3 separate regions of the Mus musculus genome follow, and all the other regions are linked to region 1. Evidence: chromatin contacts called from public Hi-C and HiChIP or PLAC-seq data. All regions are on one chromosome and are shown on one strand. Each heading gives the region's core, a stretch centred on a gene start, on an enhancer-like site or on the middle of the called end of the contact. The rest is flanking DNA. Distances are from core to core; before and after follow the strand shown. Region 1 overlaps Gmds (GDP-mannose 4, 6-dehydratase). Region 2 overlaps Gmds (GDP-mannose 4, 6-dehydratase). Region 3 has its middle 150 kb from the start of Gm40876.

Region 1 (4,926 bases), core at 1,607-4,106:
GATGCTAACTTCTTTCAATGAGCCTTTGCATACCCAATGCCACACAGCACAGCATTATCACAATAAGGATGTCTGTTCTTACTAATCAATTGTCGATTACTTACTGCAATGGTTCTCAACCTTTCTTATGTTGTGACCCTTTAATACAGTTTCTTATGTTGTGGTTACCCACAATCATAAAACTATTTCATTGATACTTTATAACTGTAACTTTGCTACTATTATGAATACCAATGTAAATACCCCTTTTACCAATGGTCTGAGATGAACTGTGTAAAAGGGTCATTTGACCCCTGAGGGGTCACAATCACTGGTTTAAGAACCACTGACCAACAGCCAAGTTTCTCTTTCCTTCTTTATTGTTTTCCGTTAACTATATTTAATAGACAAAATACCGCAGGAACTGACTTGCCAAAAGGACACTTATTTTTTTTTTCTTCAGAATCAATAGATAACAAAGGAATCAAAAAGCTAAGCAGTTTTCAAAACCTAAGTGGATCCATAGCCTGACATGAAAGGTAATTACCAATTTGGTGGATGTCTTTGGACGCTGGACCTTATGACCAAATTTTTTTGATCTGTCTCACAAATTCATTCTCTTTCCTCCCCCTTTCTCCCTCCCTCCCCTCCCTCCCCTCCCTCCCTCCCTCCCCTCCCTCCCTCCCTCCCCTCCCTCCCTCCCTCCCTCCCTCCCTTTCTCCCACAGGTATGTTCTCAGCAAACAAATGAAAATCTAATGAAGATGCACTCTACACAGTCATAGCCCTGCACATGATCAGTGAATAAGAAGTGAGACGAGCTAGTAAACAAATGAGATTCAAAGCAAAAGCAGTCACTTACTTTAACAAGAAACTTAAAACTGACTTTTAAATTTTAGCCATAGAATGTTTTTTGGTAAACATGAAAATAAGATGCATTAGTACTTCAGTTTTATTTTAAAGTTCAGTATTTTAGATTTTTATTATTTCGCCTATAAATTTTCTTTAGATTGCAGCATCACTGAGAACAAATACTATGAGTAGAATTTATCACTATTAATATGAAAATATATAGATATTATTTGGGATAAATACTATTTTTTTCTCTCGGCTTGAGAGCTTTTCGATTTCTTCTCAATATTTTTTATTTTCTTTACACACACTAAATAGCCCATGCTTCCTTCAATATCTTGTTAAAATAAAAAGTCAATCAGGATTTTACATAAAAGAGACAAATGCCATGGATTTTCTCTACTAATGTTATAGAAAATAAAGAGAGACCACCAAATGTCTATCAAGAAAAATACATGCAAGAACCAGTCAGACTGCTTCACTCCAGCTATGCAAATAATAAACTTTTGCCCTTTCCACTGCAAGGTAGTTCCGCTGTGGTGAAGGCTGCTGCGAGACTAGCAGACACACTAAACCTCCACTGGCAACCACAGGACAGCTCCTTTACAATGTCAATACTTTCTAGAGCACAGGACCAGGCTCGAACAGAGATTCTGTGTCTCCCTGGCTCTCAGGAGATATTGTTCATCTACTAGACAGCAAGGTCTAGAAAACACTCTTCAAAAACATGCAAATGTTTTCAGATTCCTTGACTTGATGAGTATGGCCATGGTGCTGTAATTTCTAGGGTAGAATAAAAACTACCAGATTCAGATGCATTCTATATGATCCTAGACATAAGCAAGCAGTCAGAAATCTATAGCTCATCTCAGTGACCAGTGGCAGCTATTCTGCTGACCTGTATATAAAAGATTATCTCACTTGTGGCTAATCCATCAGCATGCAGATGCTGCCTCCACCGTCCAGGAATGCCAGTACTAATCATGGCATGTGAGTAAACATTTTTGCTGCCAAAAGGAAAATCTACACAGAGAGAAAAGAGCTGCCAAAGAAATTAGGGCTTTGGTAATTATGAAACCACAAGGCACTAGGATTCTTACATCAGTCAGAGATGAATGAGAACACTTGCAAAAGTATTTCACCATTAGTCTGATTTGTGAAAGAAAGCCACAGGAAAAACAACAGGAATTTTTAAATTCCTTTATTACCCAATACAATTATATGTTTCAGCCTAAACTAATGCTGGCAGTGCTCCACGGGATTCTTTCATTCCTCAAGGGTAAAATGAGAAGCAGAACAAATATGGGCAGTCTATGTTAGCCTTTCCCTGTGTATCTTAGAGAGACATCTCTGTTTGGAAATGGGTATTAAAACCTGCCTGCTGATACAGTTTTGATTCACTATTGTCACAAAGATAGTGGCTGAAACAAAAACAAACCTCAGGTCCCCAAAACCACATCAATATCTCTCTCCTTATGAAAGCACCATTCTTTCATGTTCAACTCCCACAGTGCCCTTTTCATCACCTTCCTGCTTCCAACTTCTATTTTCCCTTCATATGTTAGCTATGTAACACACACACACACACACACACACACACACAGACACACACACACCAGTCACCAAAATTCCAACTCAGTTTACATCTAACTCCCCCGTCAGACAGGTAATGGTTCTTTAATTTAGAATAAGAAAACACTTTCTGGAAAATGGTAAAATTATAATGCAAAAGTAAAATATAAGTATGTCCTGTGATATTTAGTTTCACCTGAAAAATGAAAAAAAAGAAAAAGAAAAACGTCAACCAAAATTTCCCAATAACTCAAACAACTACCATCTAGACGTCAAAATAAAATGGTGTACCTCTCAATTATATGAATGTGACAATATCCAGAAAACCATAGTACAGGAACTTCCAAATCTCAGTAAGAGGCATGAATGCAAACTGTTTGCATAGCATAAACTGCTCAGGAAACTCGGGGACCATTTGATTACCACTAAGTTGTCATGGCTCCCCTCAGTGTTAGGGGAGAAGCTTGATAAATTCTGTGACTAATAGCTCTCACTCCTGCAACCTTCACACAGGCCTCCTTTGCTCAAGTCAACACACCCAGCCAGGCTACAGCTTTTTCTTTCTCGGCTGGCATAAATGAGGTGTCTAATTAACTCATTCCTGACAGGATCAGAGATGAGGACAATTAGAGCCTTTAGCTACTCTTCACAAACGTGCCTGCTTACACTGGGAATCATGAAACTTAGTCTTTTAAGAGGACAGAGATCACAGAAAGAAGAAAGGAAGGAAGAAGGAACAATTACGAGCTATAAGAGACAAAAGATTCAAATGAGGTCTGACACCTTCTCCTACCATATTCTTTTATACAATTTAATTCTACAAAAAAAAAATTTTTTTTAAATCACAGAGAAAAAGTACCAAAAATGTAATTCAGTTGCAGCTACTGGAATAATCATATGAAGAACTTAACATAGCACTGGCCAAACTCAGACTGCAAAATCAAAAAAAAAAAAAAATTACAAATAACTTCTCCAAATATACACTTCTGTTAATCATGTAATCTGAATTTTTAAAGAAGTCTTTCTTTGAAACATTTTAAATTAATATTTGTCAAAAGTATTATGCTAAATTCATTTTGAAGAATGACTGTCATTTAGTTCTACATATGTGTTAACCTCACTGATGAAACATGGCCACAAAGTGATGTGAAAAGCAGCACCAGCAAGACCTCCATATATGGCAGGAGGTGGATTCCCAAGGAAGCTTCAAAGTAGTTTGGGGGTTGGTTGGTTGATTGGTTGGTTGGTTTTGGATTTTTTTTTCCTCTTAGGATACCCTTGAGAATCTGGAAACACAACTTCAACTGTTGCTCTCCATCACACCCCTCAGACCAAGTTCTAGGATAGAAGGAGAACTCGTACTGGAGACACAAAACAAGATCTTTATCATTCCATAGAAAAACCAAACACTCCTGTCTTGGGCAGAGTTACCATTTCCTAAAGTGTCCCTGAAATAAAAATAAGAGCTAAAAGGTTGGCTTCAGAGGACTTCCTGACTATGACTCAGGCTGCTAAAAGTCAGAATAAAAGGAGAGAAAGCCAAAACCTCATCCAAGCAAGTCACTAACTACAGGAGTGGCTGTCAGTAAACTCAAAAACAAGATCTGCAACAGATAAATGACAATACAGCTAATTCACTCAAAAAAAAAAAATCTGGCTCTGTGCGTGTTTTATACCATGATATGTTCACCAAGAAAAATAATATTCTGCCAAGGAACATCTTAATAACACAGGAAATTGTCTATGCCTGATAAGGTCACTGTGTTCATAAACAAAATCTCTTGAGACTAAACTGGCTCCTGAGCAATGCAAGGATATACATTTAAGAAATATAAACAATTCAGTCAATTTTCTAAGGAACAGAAAGACTACCTGACCACGGTGTGACTACTCGAGGTCCAGGCCTGTGTATGCCCCCAACTGCATGTCTCTGGAATCCTAAATCAGCCACAGCATAGGAGGCCACTTTTGCATTAGTGGAAAGGTACTGACTTGGCAAGTTCATTGGTTTTTAAACTCTCCTCCCATGGCACTAGGGTGCCATAAATCAAGACTGTGGTTTTCTATAGCTAGAATCAAACAGTAGGTATCTGTCCTCAGTGTTTTTTCCCATCATTTTTTTTTTCTTATACATTTGGAACTTGAAACCACTAGTCTGGTTAGAAAAGCAGAAATTTATTACTAACATAAAAGAGCAGATTTGGGTTTTTATTTTTCCAGTTTCATGTGTTCAAAGTTGGAATTTCAAACTTCATACCTAAAATAGTCATAGTACTACTAAAATTATTGCTGGTTCAAGTAACAGAATCAAGCATACCAGGTTTTCATAACATTCCAACAAATAAAAAGTAAACATATCCTCTATACATCTCTCTTGTAGCTGACTACACAATCAGATTTGGACCCGCAAATATCAGAACTTCTAAGAGAAGGTGCTGGTTACAGGAAGTAACAGCTCAATCCACACTGCTCCCCTCCTGGCCTCCAGGAGCCACCGCTGCTCCCCTTGCTCTTCCCGTCCTGT
Region 2 (4,926 bases), core at 1,780-4,279, 450 kb before region 1:
TCACTGAAATTAAGATGAGACTTATAAAGAAACCCTTCAATTGGGTCTTGAGGGGGGCCACATAAAATTCAGCACAGCTAAGTTAAATTCTGGGGTGCATCTGCTGTTTTTCTCTTTTTAAATACATGCCATCAAGAATCCAGAGGAGCCCAGACTGCGATGGGAGAGCATGCATAGTGACAAGGTTGTGATTAGAAAGTTCTCCCATCAGAAACGCACACAGAACCCCTGCCCAGGATTTCTCCTGCTCCTCCCTAAGGAGCTCATCATGGCTTTGGGCTAGAAAGTCACAAAACATTGAGTTAAACGGCCTGTGCACACCTGAAAGTCTTTGGCATGGCTTTTCCTGGGTGTTGAATGAAGGACTTAGGTGGTCAGAGGAGAAGGAGGGCTTGTTCATTAGGGTCAAGGCCAAGGAGCATGTGATTAGCTATAAGATTTGAGAGTATGTGTGAAGGGACAATAGACTTTTGAGTGTTGTCTGTAGGAATGTGTGTGATAGCGTGTGTAAGAGGGCATGTTGGGGGAGTGAATTTGTATATGATGTGTGTTTGAGGTCATGGGTGATAGTGTATGCCCGAGTGACAGAGCATCTGTGTATGCCCCCAGCCCGCCCAGTCCTACAAGCCCCACCTCCCAGAGACCATCTGCTTTCAATTAGCAGCATCCCATTTGGGAACAGAAACAGCAGGCTCCTCTTGGGGTGGCTTCTGAGAACCGGGTGGGCCAGCCTGGCTACCTTAGTTCTGTTCCACGGGGGCCGAGGCTGCCCTGGCCAGTATGCTCTCACAGGATAGAAAGCACCAGAAAAGGCTGCCCCTGCGCCAGCCCTAGTCCTCCCCCAGATCATAAACCTGCCTGTGAAGACATTCAGAAACAGCTCACTCCCAGTTCTTGCATGTGCAAAGATTGGAATGCCACTCGCTTAAGTTTTATTTTATTTTGCTTGGAAGGGGCGTGAAGGGGAGAAGAGTCCTGACCTAATTTGTTCTAGGCCAAAACACTATTTCATGCAAGACTGTATACCTGCAGGCAGATCCTTGCTTGCTCCAGGGAGGGGTTCTGTCCACTTATGTATCACCTGTAGCTACACAGTCCACAGCTCAGGAACACGGGTCCATATAATTCTAGCACATAAACGAGAAACTCAGTGGCACTGGAGCCTCCGTTCTAAGTCTCTTTCTCATAACTTCTAACTAGTATTGATGAGTCTGAAGGATCAGCATGATGTCTGGTGTACATTAGGATGTAAGCAGACTGAACTGACGAGTCAAAATTCAGTTTAAAAAGCGACCTAGTACTGAAGGTTAGATGTTGGAAGTAAATATTGTGTGAAAGACTCTAGCACATAGAAGAGGCATTGGGGGCTTTTGGGCTTTCACATACAATGTTCCAGCAATATTTACTTACCATCAAAGTTTCTTTTAGCCCATGTTTCATGAGCCTTTTCTGAGAGGGTGAAAGCTAGGTGGTTCTAATTAAACTCAGCAGAGACAAGACCGGATAGGAATGTTTCAGTTCAGCAGGGGATAGGTGTGTCCTAAGGCAGAGACTTAGCTGGGTGCTCTGCCAGCTTAGGTTAGGGTCTTTTCAACAGGGGCTCTCCCAAAGGAACTAAGGACTGTTCCATCCCCAGCTGTGGGTGTGGGTGTGGTCTGGGGCCATAAACTGCCTACATTATAACCTGGAGAAAACATACACAGCAAACTCTGTTAGTGCTGGTTTATAGAAAGATTATTTAATAAGAAAAGAGAAAAACAATCTCAAGACTCCAAAATATAAGTTGTCTAGTGACATAATTTCAAGTAAAATGAGTATGTGATTCAAACTTCTTGATTTCCTGAAACCAGTCAGAGGAGGAGACTTTGACAAAAGCAATGCGGCCTTAGCTCTGGTGTGTCCTGTCCCAGGCTCTACAAACCTCTGTGGCCCAGCTCTGGATACAGGGACAGCACAGGAGGTCGAGGGTCCATGGTTGGCAGGAGTTACTGGACTCTGGTTCCCTGGCTCTGCACTGTCACCATGCCCCTCGAGTCTCTGCAGAGGGGCTCAAGCGTTGGGGTTGGTCCTCATGAGCTCCACGTCGGCCTGCACCATCTCCCTCACCAGCTCCTGCAACCCAAGATTCAGGGTGGACCGTAAGGGCGGAGTTTCTGCCACCCTCTCCTATAACACCTCCTCACAGGGCCCTGAAAGGTCTCCTGTTTGACAACAGCCCGCCAGCAAGAGCTCACAGCTAGCAGCTCTGAGAATATGCACTGGAGACAAAACTTACGTCAAAGGCAACGCGGGGCTTCCAGTTTAGCTTCTGCTGAGCCTTGGAGCAGTCTCCCTGCAGAAAGTCCTGTGGAGAGATGGCAGATGAGCTGTGCATGCATGGGCTTGTCATACCCCTTGCCCAATCTGTCTCATCAGGTACTTACCATCGGGTCAGCTAGGACCTTGCAAGTAAGCATCTCCAACTGCCCACATTCCCTGCCCCACCTTGTCCTAGTGACTCCGATGGCTCTTTCTCTTTCTTTCTTTCTTTCTTTCTTTCTTTCTTTCTTTCTTTCTTTCTTTCTTTCTTTCTTTCTCTTTCTTTCCTTCCTTCCTTCCTTCCTTCCTTCCTTCCTTCCTTCCTTCCTTCCTTCCTTCCTTCCTTCTTTCTTTCTTTCTTTCTTTCTTTCTTTCTTTCTTTCTTTCTTTCTTTCTTTCTTTCTTAGATATTAAGTTGTCAGGAGAACTGCTGTAAGAACTGTTAAGTTACTGCACTTCTCGGCAAGGCCACGGGTAAATCATGCCGGCAGGGGAGTTCCACTGCAGAACAGTAATTCCAGATCCTCGACCGGCAGAACCCTGACTCATCTGCTAGGTCCCTAGAAACTACACTTCCTCAGGCCCCACTACCTACCATCAGTTCTATAGCCTTTGCCCTGTCCCTGGCGCCTGGCCGCCTGGATTCGTAGTAGCGGATCGGATCCCTACCTCCAGTCTCCAGCTTTTGGGACAGCCCAGGCGGGCAGGCAGTTGCAGGCGATCGATCGGCACCACCACAGCGTGGTCAGCCTAGAGAGCAGAGCTTACAGTAGCAGGGGCTGAGCCCTGGCTCTGCTAGGGTAGAGACAGCTCTCTCTGCCAGTCAGCAGGGAACCCACAAGCTCCTAAACCGAAACCTCCTTTTCGCAGCCACACTAAAGGGTCTGTTCTACTCTTATCTTTCTTCCTTAGAATATGGGGATTTTTTTTCTCGACTCATGGGACAAACTTGCAAATCTCAGTTTGAAACTCTGCATTAGAGGCCATGTACCCCTGTCGGTCTAGACCCTTTCTCTAGCTTTTCACCTCTCTCTGCCTGCTATTTACAGGTCCACTTTCAGAGAAGAGTGCTGACAACCACTGACACGGCCCAGGAGTGGGCCTTAACATACAGCACAGAGCCAAGCCTAATCGGCTTGCTCGGCTCTGACTTTACCGGGGGAAACACATGTGGATTCAGGCTTCCTGGAGAATTCTAGCAAGAGAAGTTCACAATTATTCATTTAAGAGGTTTCCTTGGAAAGAAGACTGGCAACAAACAAGAAACAGAAGAGAAGAAAATCCTCTATCTTGGCCCTCACTCACAGTTCTTTATTGCAGGTCTCAAGACTAGTGGGAATTTCAAGATAAGATGAAAGGGAAGAGAGGAAAGGAAGAAAAAAGCAGGGAACTCCAGTTAGGTCTATTCGTATGAGGATACCATATGAATATGCCAAGACTCAAAATAACCAGGGACTGGGCAGGAAGGGAGGGGGGAGGTGATCTTTATAGTGATAAGTATTACATTAAGGCACTTTATTTTAGCAGTACACTATTGGACAAGTGAACCATCCCTCTGAGTGACAGCCACCGATAATCGTAACCATGCTGCAGTAAAAGGCTTCTCCTGCTCTCAGTCTCCTGAACTCGGCAGGCAAAGGCATTTTATTCTGGATTTCAGATGGGTAGGCTGGGGTTAGGTATAAGCTATCTGTGTGTGCACACAATGTGCTCACCTGGGCCTTCCAAGCAGAGGCGGTCTGGATTCCCTTTCCCAGCCTGACTCTTACTCAAGCAGAGGACATTCAGGGACTCTCCTTCTCAATCATCCAGCATTGCTTTTTAGGCTTGAATAAATCAAATTCCCAAAGGCTTTGCATTTCACAATATGCTGAAGTACCCACTTCCTCCCCAGAGTGTTCACCAGAGTGAAGCAAGTTATTTCTGCAGGCCTAAAAGCCCATTTCCAGACTCCCCAGGAAAGGTAGGATACCAGAATTAGTAATTTGCGTTTATAGCACAGTGCTACCTGGAGCTGCCAGTGTAGGTGAAAAAAACAAACCAAGTAATTTATTTCTCTTTTCTCTCCCTAAATAAACTTGAATATCCTTTTACAATGCTGCTTTTTTAGTGTAAAAGTCACACAAAGATATTCCTTCTTTTTCCCCAGAGGAAGGAAGCTGTGTAGCTTGGAGTCCTGGAGCAATGTCCTCCAGCCCCTCCCTGGCTCCCTCCTACAGCAGCTTCAGGAGAACACGGTTATGTAGAATCACATAGCAGGGCTGTAAATTAACCAACTCAGCATGGATGCAATTCATGGCTGTGAACATACAGCTAAAAGAGCCTTAAAACCCTGTCTGGTTTCAAATGATCTCAGTAGGCTTGGGAAAGGGAAGGTTGTATTGTAATTATGTTTCCTGTATTTTTCTACAAGTAGCTCATAATATAAAAACAACCAGGCAACTACAATTAAGGAAAAAGAAAAATGGTTTTCAAAAGCTTAGCAACAGACACTACTAACATATACTGTAAAAGTATTTCATTGAAACCAGAGACAGGCCCAGCTAAACTGCACAATTCAGTTTTGAGCTCAGCTCTTAAGACTGAAGCTTCCTCAGCCTTCTGCCAAAGCCCTGACTCCCTGAAATT
Region 3 (4,926 bases), core at 1,389-3,888, 340 kb after region 1:
ATAGGTCTTTACAGGTGGCTCAGTGGGATCAGGTGTAGTGGGGACTTTACCCAGGGCTCAGCACCATAACAAGAGCTCTAATTTGATTATTTGAATGGATCCCTTATTCTAAGGTTTTATTCTACTGTTGTGTTGGAATAGCCATGGTCAACAATTGTGGGTCCTTTCTTGCTTCCCATTTGCTCCCCACCTCACATTTTAACTCTTTATGCACACCAAGGCATATGTGCACACCACGTTGAGATTTTAGAGAAAGAAGCCAAATGTATTCTAATCTAACAATGGGTTTTGAACATCTGGACTAGAAACTCTTTGTAGTTTGCCTAGGATGTGGATGTCCTTGGGGTACACCCTAGACCACTGGCAACACTGTTTGTCTCTCTGCTGCTCTCACCAACAAACCATCAGAGGTCTTTTGAAGCCAGGTTTTAGAGCTACCTACTGCCATGGGTCCATGCATATTCCCTCCTTGCCAGAACCCAGTCCTGTCCCTCTTTCTCGAACAGCTGCCTTGTCTACTCTCATCTGATTTCAGATCACCATTGTCCAGGCATGTGACATGTCAGAGCCTGCGTTCTGTTCCCAACACTCTCTGCCTTTCCCCTGATATCACTTGAAGTACTGGATGTCTGTGAGAAGGTGGAGAATGGAGTGAGAATGTTGCTCCCTAATAGGCTCAGGTGTCTGGATACTGGGTTGTGCTGGTGGTGCTATTTCAGTCCGTGTAGGCCTTGCTGAAGGGCCACCTTCGCTGGAGGTGGGCTTTGAGGTTTAAAAGCCTCTTGCTAGTCTCAGTTTGCTCTTTCCTGCTTGCAGCCCATGACACGAGCTCTCTCGGTTTGCTGTCCCAGCCACTGTGTCTGCTGTTTGTGTCCCAGCCGTCATGGACTCTAACTTTCTAGAACTGTAAGCCCAGGTGAAGCATTTGTAAGTTTCCTTGGTCATGGTGTTTTGCCACAGCGGAAAGAAACAAACAAACAAGCAAACAAACCTAATATGAGTTGTGGGAGCCATTGTTTCAGAATCTACCTCCTCTCCTTCCTCACTGATACAGTGATAGTTTCAACTTGTCCATATGGGTAAGCACCTGAAGTGTATGCGTATATGCAGGTATATGCAGTGTGTGTACATATGTGCATCTCTGCATGTGTATCCACTTCCTAACACACGGCTGTTATTCCGGTATGACAAAGTCACACTAACTGCATCACAAAATAACAACAACAACAACAACAACAACAATAATAATAATAATAATAATAATAATTAGGGCAGCAAACATGGTTGCCGATCAGGTAGCTGTCTGCTATGACGACACCTGAGGGACACAGTGTGGGCAAGAGAAAGTTCCTCACCAGCTCCACCATCTGTATAGATAAGCACTTTCTATAAGTCTGCTCTTCTCATGTGAGTTCATATCATCAGAGCTCTCAGGAGAAGGGAAACAATGCACCGGATGCTCTAACAGAGCACTGGGAAAGAATACTTGCTAAAACAAGAGCCAGGTGCCATAGAGAGCCAGAAAGTCCTTACTAAGCACCTACATCTTCTGTTTCCCAGAACACAGGGCCTCCTCTTGTATGCTCCTCAGGCTTACCACCCCTCTCCGTGGTCCTTTGGAGGTAGTGGCAACTGTGACAGCTCTCTTTCCGGGGCTGACTTAAACCCTGCAAGGGATTCAATATGAATCTGAGGCAGAAGCCTAGTTTAGTTCTGTTTCAATGTTGGTGAGACCTGACATTAGGCACAGTCCTCTGGAAGCCTTGTCTGCAGAGGGGACAATGCAGGCTTTCTCTTCTCATTCCAGGTGGTGCAACATCTGCACTTCTGGCACATCAGGGTAAGCAATGTGATGCACCGCCTTGATCTGAGGAAAGACAGAGAGAGCAAAGCCCCACTCCAGTCTGCGCTTCTCTCTCTTGGGAAGTAAATCTCAGGGGCTGGGCTAGCCAGGGTTTTCTGGCTGCAAGGGGTTGGCACCTATGCCCCTACCAGGTCTTCAGCCCAACACTCACTGGCCCTGAAGTCAGCAGGAACTGCACGGTTGCTTTTCATGTTGAGATCAAGGTCAGAGCTTGGGCAACGTGAGAAAAACAGTTGCAAGTACTCGGGGCATGTAATCTGTGCATGATTTATGCCTTGAGTACCCAAGTGCGTGGCTTATACTTCGAGTAGATAAAGAAGCCAAGCCCTCCACATTCCTTGGGGCTTACTAGACTTTGTTTTTACACAGTGGAGATGGTTGGTGACTTACAGGGCTGCTTAGGGCTCTCCTGAGTCACTAGTGTGACACACAGGAGGAAGAAAGATCTATTTTGGTGATGCCCATGTGCTTAGGTCCCCAAATAAACCCTGCTTCTGAGAAAACACCCTATATATTTCCCTCTTCCCTCTCCAAATATGATTTTGAGACAAACTTCTAGACATTATGATCCTTTGTTTATAAGACCCCATTTCAGTGATCAGCCCAAAGCTTGCATTTTCCAGGCTTCATGTTGAAATTCTCACCTCCCTTGTTTGAAAAAGCCGAGTCTTATTTTTTAGCTGCCCTGGTAATTCCAGGCAAGGTTTGTAAGTGGGCTGTCCCCTCCTTCAAGAATCTCTGAGCTCAAGACAGTGTGTGGGTGGCAGATGGATCAGCTGACAGGAAGTGTGCGTGTGAAGGCGGCCACCCAAGACTTTGGGTCACCGCGGACTCCTGACTGATGGAGCTCAGATCTCAGAGCTGGGAGGGCACCTGCTTGCTCTGCCAAACCAAACCGGCCCCTGCATGGGGCAGATGGCAAAGGAAGTGGGGCTTTGCACACAGGGGTTCCGTGTTTCACTTGAACAGTCTCAAATAACCAGTTTACAATGATGGGATGTTCTTAGGCACTGGGGGTAGTGGGAGGGCTGAGGTTCCGCTCCAGATCTACTGAACATTAATATGCATCGCGGCAGAGTTCTAGAAGCCAGCCAGCTGCATGTCTGGCCGGCCCTTGCTCTGGTGGTCCTCTGCCGACAGGACTATGAATTGCTATTTGTTATCTTTAGGCCTGAGAAGCCATCTGGTTTTGATTCAGGTGGCCTCAGGCTTGCCTCAGGGGTGAAAAGGGTGCACATTCAAATTGAATTTCTCACAATTTCCAAGTGAGAAGAATCCTACTCTTCCCACATGGTGGGCAGCCCCTGGCCTCTGCAGCCTGGCATAAATCAATTTCACCTGTGTGGCTGAACGTGCACATGTTAACCTAATGGAGCCAACTGTGCAATCAGATAGCTTCTGCACGTGTTCTGGTGTGATGAGAAGAGGTGACCTCCAGTTGACCTCGTCTACCCTGTCTCCTGGGGTGGGGGCTGTGGTTCTGGGCACAGGTAGATTGGGTAGGGGTCCTTGGACCCGGCTCAGATTTGGCAGTACTGGACATAGGACAAACTCTTATATCATAACTGAATATGTGAGGGAGAAGGGAGGCTTGCTTCAGTTTGGGTATCAAGCCTGATTGTGAACCATACAAACTGAGATGTCTCCTGACATCAAATGCTAAGTACTCACATGGTCTCATGTTTACTTTTGAGGTCAAAGCCTGAGCGAGCTCTCCCCATTGTGCTGAGCAGTGACTTGTGGAAGTTCAGTAGGGTGGGCTGGGCTGAAGAACCTGCATGTTAGTAGAGGATATTCTCTTACATGTGAAAAATAAATATTAAAAATGTATGTATAGATGATACGATACATGAGCAACCTAGGGACTGTCATTTATCCTCATAGTTAGTTTTCCTTTATCAAAGTCATGAGGTTAAATAAACAAACAGAAGCTGAATCTGGGGCTGGAGGTAAAATCCAGTGGTAGAAAACCTGCTTCTCCAAGTTAAACCCCTCAGCACTAAGAATGAAAAGAAAAAGAAAATATTTGGATCAAAAATAGGGATAAACAAACAACTGTTGGGCCAGATCTAGACTGCAGGCTGTTTTTATGTATAAAGTTTTATTGTAGCATGGCCACACCTCTTGTTTAAACACTATTTTCTCATTGGTTAGTAGTTATAATAGCCCTCTCTCTAGCTACCTAGTTATTTGTAGAAAAAGTTTCCCATCCATGTTCTGACATACTGTAATTCCATTTTCATCCAATTGAAGGGACTATTAGCCTTCTTTTGTAAATAGTAATCAGTGTAGCCTGGGCTAAAGATTGGTAATAGAACACCACACACCTAAGATATTGTCTATCCTGTTGGCCCTGCTTTTGATGCCCAAAGCACAGAAGATTAAAGTCACTAAAGATAATCAAAGTTCTGCAAAGGTAGCTAGTTCCACAGGCTGAGGATAGGGAGGCCCAGGGAGAGCTCTGGGTGAGGCTGCAGTTCGCTTGTGTGTCGCAGTCTCCCCAGGGATTGTTCTTCACCCCAAATGAAACTGAAGATGAGTTTCGTCTTCAGAAAAATATCAGTGATTCTGGAGCCGGCCACGCAGACATCTGGAAAGGGCTCACCACAGGCCAAGATGTGAAAAGCTTTAGTACCCAATATGCTGAGTTTTCGTTTGTTTGTTGGTTGGTTGGTTGGTTTGGTTTGGTTTGGTTGTTTTGCCAGCACCACCAGCAGCATCTTGGCAGGGAAGCGCTGTCTGCTAAAGGTTTCCAGTGTAAAAAAGGGTAGCTCCAGGAAATGCTACCTGGACAGGAAAGGCCAATCTTGTAATAGAAACAGGTTCCGAGTCAGAATGGATGCTTGCTTGGTTCTTCTGTGCCTTGGCCCACATTTCCCTTTAGAAGGCAGAGTACAGCTGGATTCCTGATTCTGGGCTCTTTCAGTGACAAACAGACCACACAAAACAAGGCTGGAGGTGCTGTGATCTAACAGTGCCACCCGTGGTCTGCTCCCCAGGGTACAATTTCAAGGAGTTGGTTAATGGCCTCGGTACAAAAGAGCCCCAGGGGTCCCCCAAGC

What was found. Hi-C and Micro-C count contacts between places; a contact is called where the count stands out from the background. HiChIP or PLAC-seq counts read pairs in DNA pulled down with a chosen protein or histone mark.
Region 2: a contact with region 1 is called in a FOXA1 HiChIP or PLAC-seq map of pancreatic cancer cells. The contact joins two enhancer-like sites. A contact is called at or near these places in 1 of 484 Hi-C or Micro-C datasets (embryonic fibroblasts) and 8 of 115 datasets of contacts at active chromatin or transcription factors (bone marrow-derived macrophages, craniofacial prominence, embryonic basal ganglia and 5 more).
Region 3: a Hi-C map of the C2C12 cell line shows a contact between it and region 1, with 6 times the contacts expected there. The contact joins two enhancer-like sites. A contact is called at or near these places in 2 of 484 Hi-C or Micro-C datasets (3T3-L1-derived adipocytes and the C2C12 cell line) and 3 of 115 datasets of contacts at active chromatin or transcription factors (large pre-B cells, pancreatic cancer cells and vascular smooth muscle cells).

Annotation. Positions count from the first base shown.
Region 1 is chr13:32,265,540-32,270,465 of GRCm38.p6, forward strand. The region is part of intron 1 of Gmds (GDP-mannose 4, 6-dehydratase); the gene reads right to left. Among named protein-coding and RNA genes, the nearest start is that of Gm52055, 34 kb to the left of the region's middle. Within about 2 kb of position 2,857, at least 41 of the 459 cell types and tissues checked have an H3K27ac peak or open chromatin away from gene starts, as enhancers often do. A contact at or near this core is called in the C2C12 cell line, embryonic fibroblasts and pancreatic cancer cells, where this site is marked.
Region 2 is chr13:31,817,867-31,822,792 of GRCm38.p6, forward strand. It overlaps Gmds (GDP-mannose 4, 6-dehydratase), which reads right to left. Exons shown (of 11, transcript NM_146041.2): 10 at 2,276-2,344; 11 at 1,720-2,112. The coding sequence ends at 2,050. Among named protein-coding and RNA genes, the nearest start is that of Foxc1, 14 kb to the left of the region's middle. Within about 2 kb of position 3,030, at least 118 of the 459 cell types and tissues checked have an H3K27ac peak or open chromatin away from gene starts, as enhancers often do. A contact at or near this core is called in embryonic fibroblasts and pancreatic cancer cells, where this site is marked.
Region 3 is chr13:32,608,988-32,613,913 of GRCm38.p6, forward strand. No RefSeq gene overlaps it. Among named protein-coding and RNA genes, the nearest start is that of Gm40876, 150 kb to the left of the region's middle. Within about 2 kb of position 2,639, at least 104 of the 459 cell types and tissues checked have an H3K27ac peak or open chromatin away from gene starts, as enhancers often do. A contact at or near this core is called in the C2C12 cell line and pancreatic cancer cells, where this site is marked.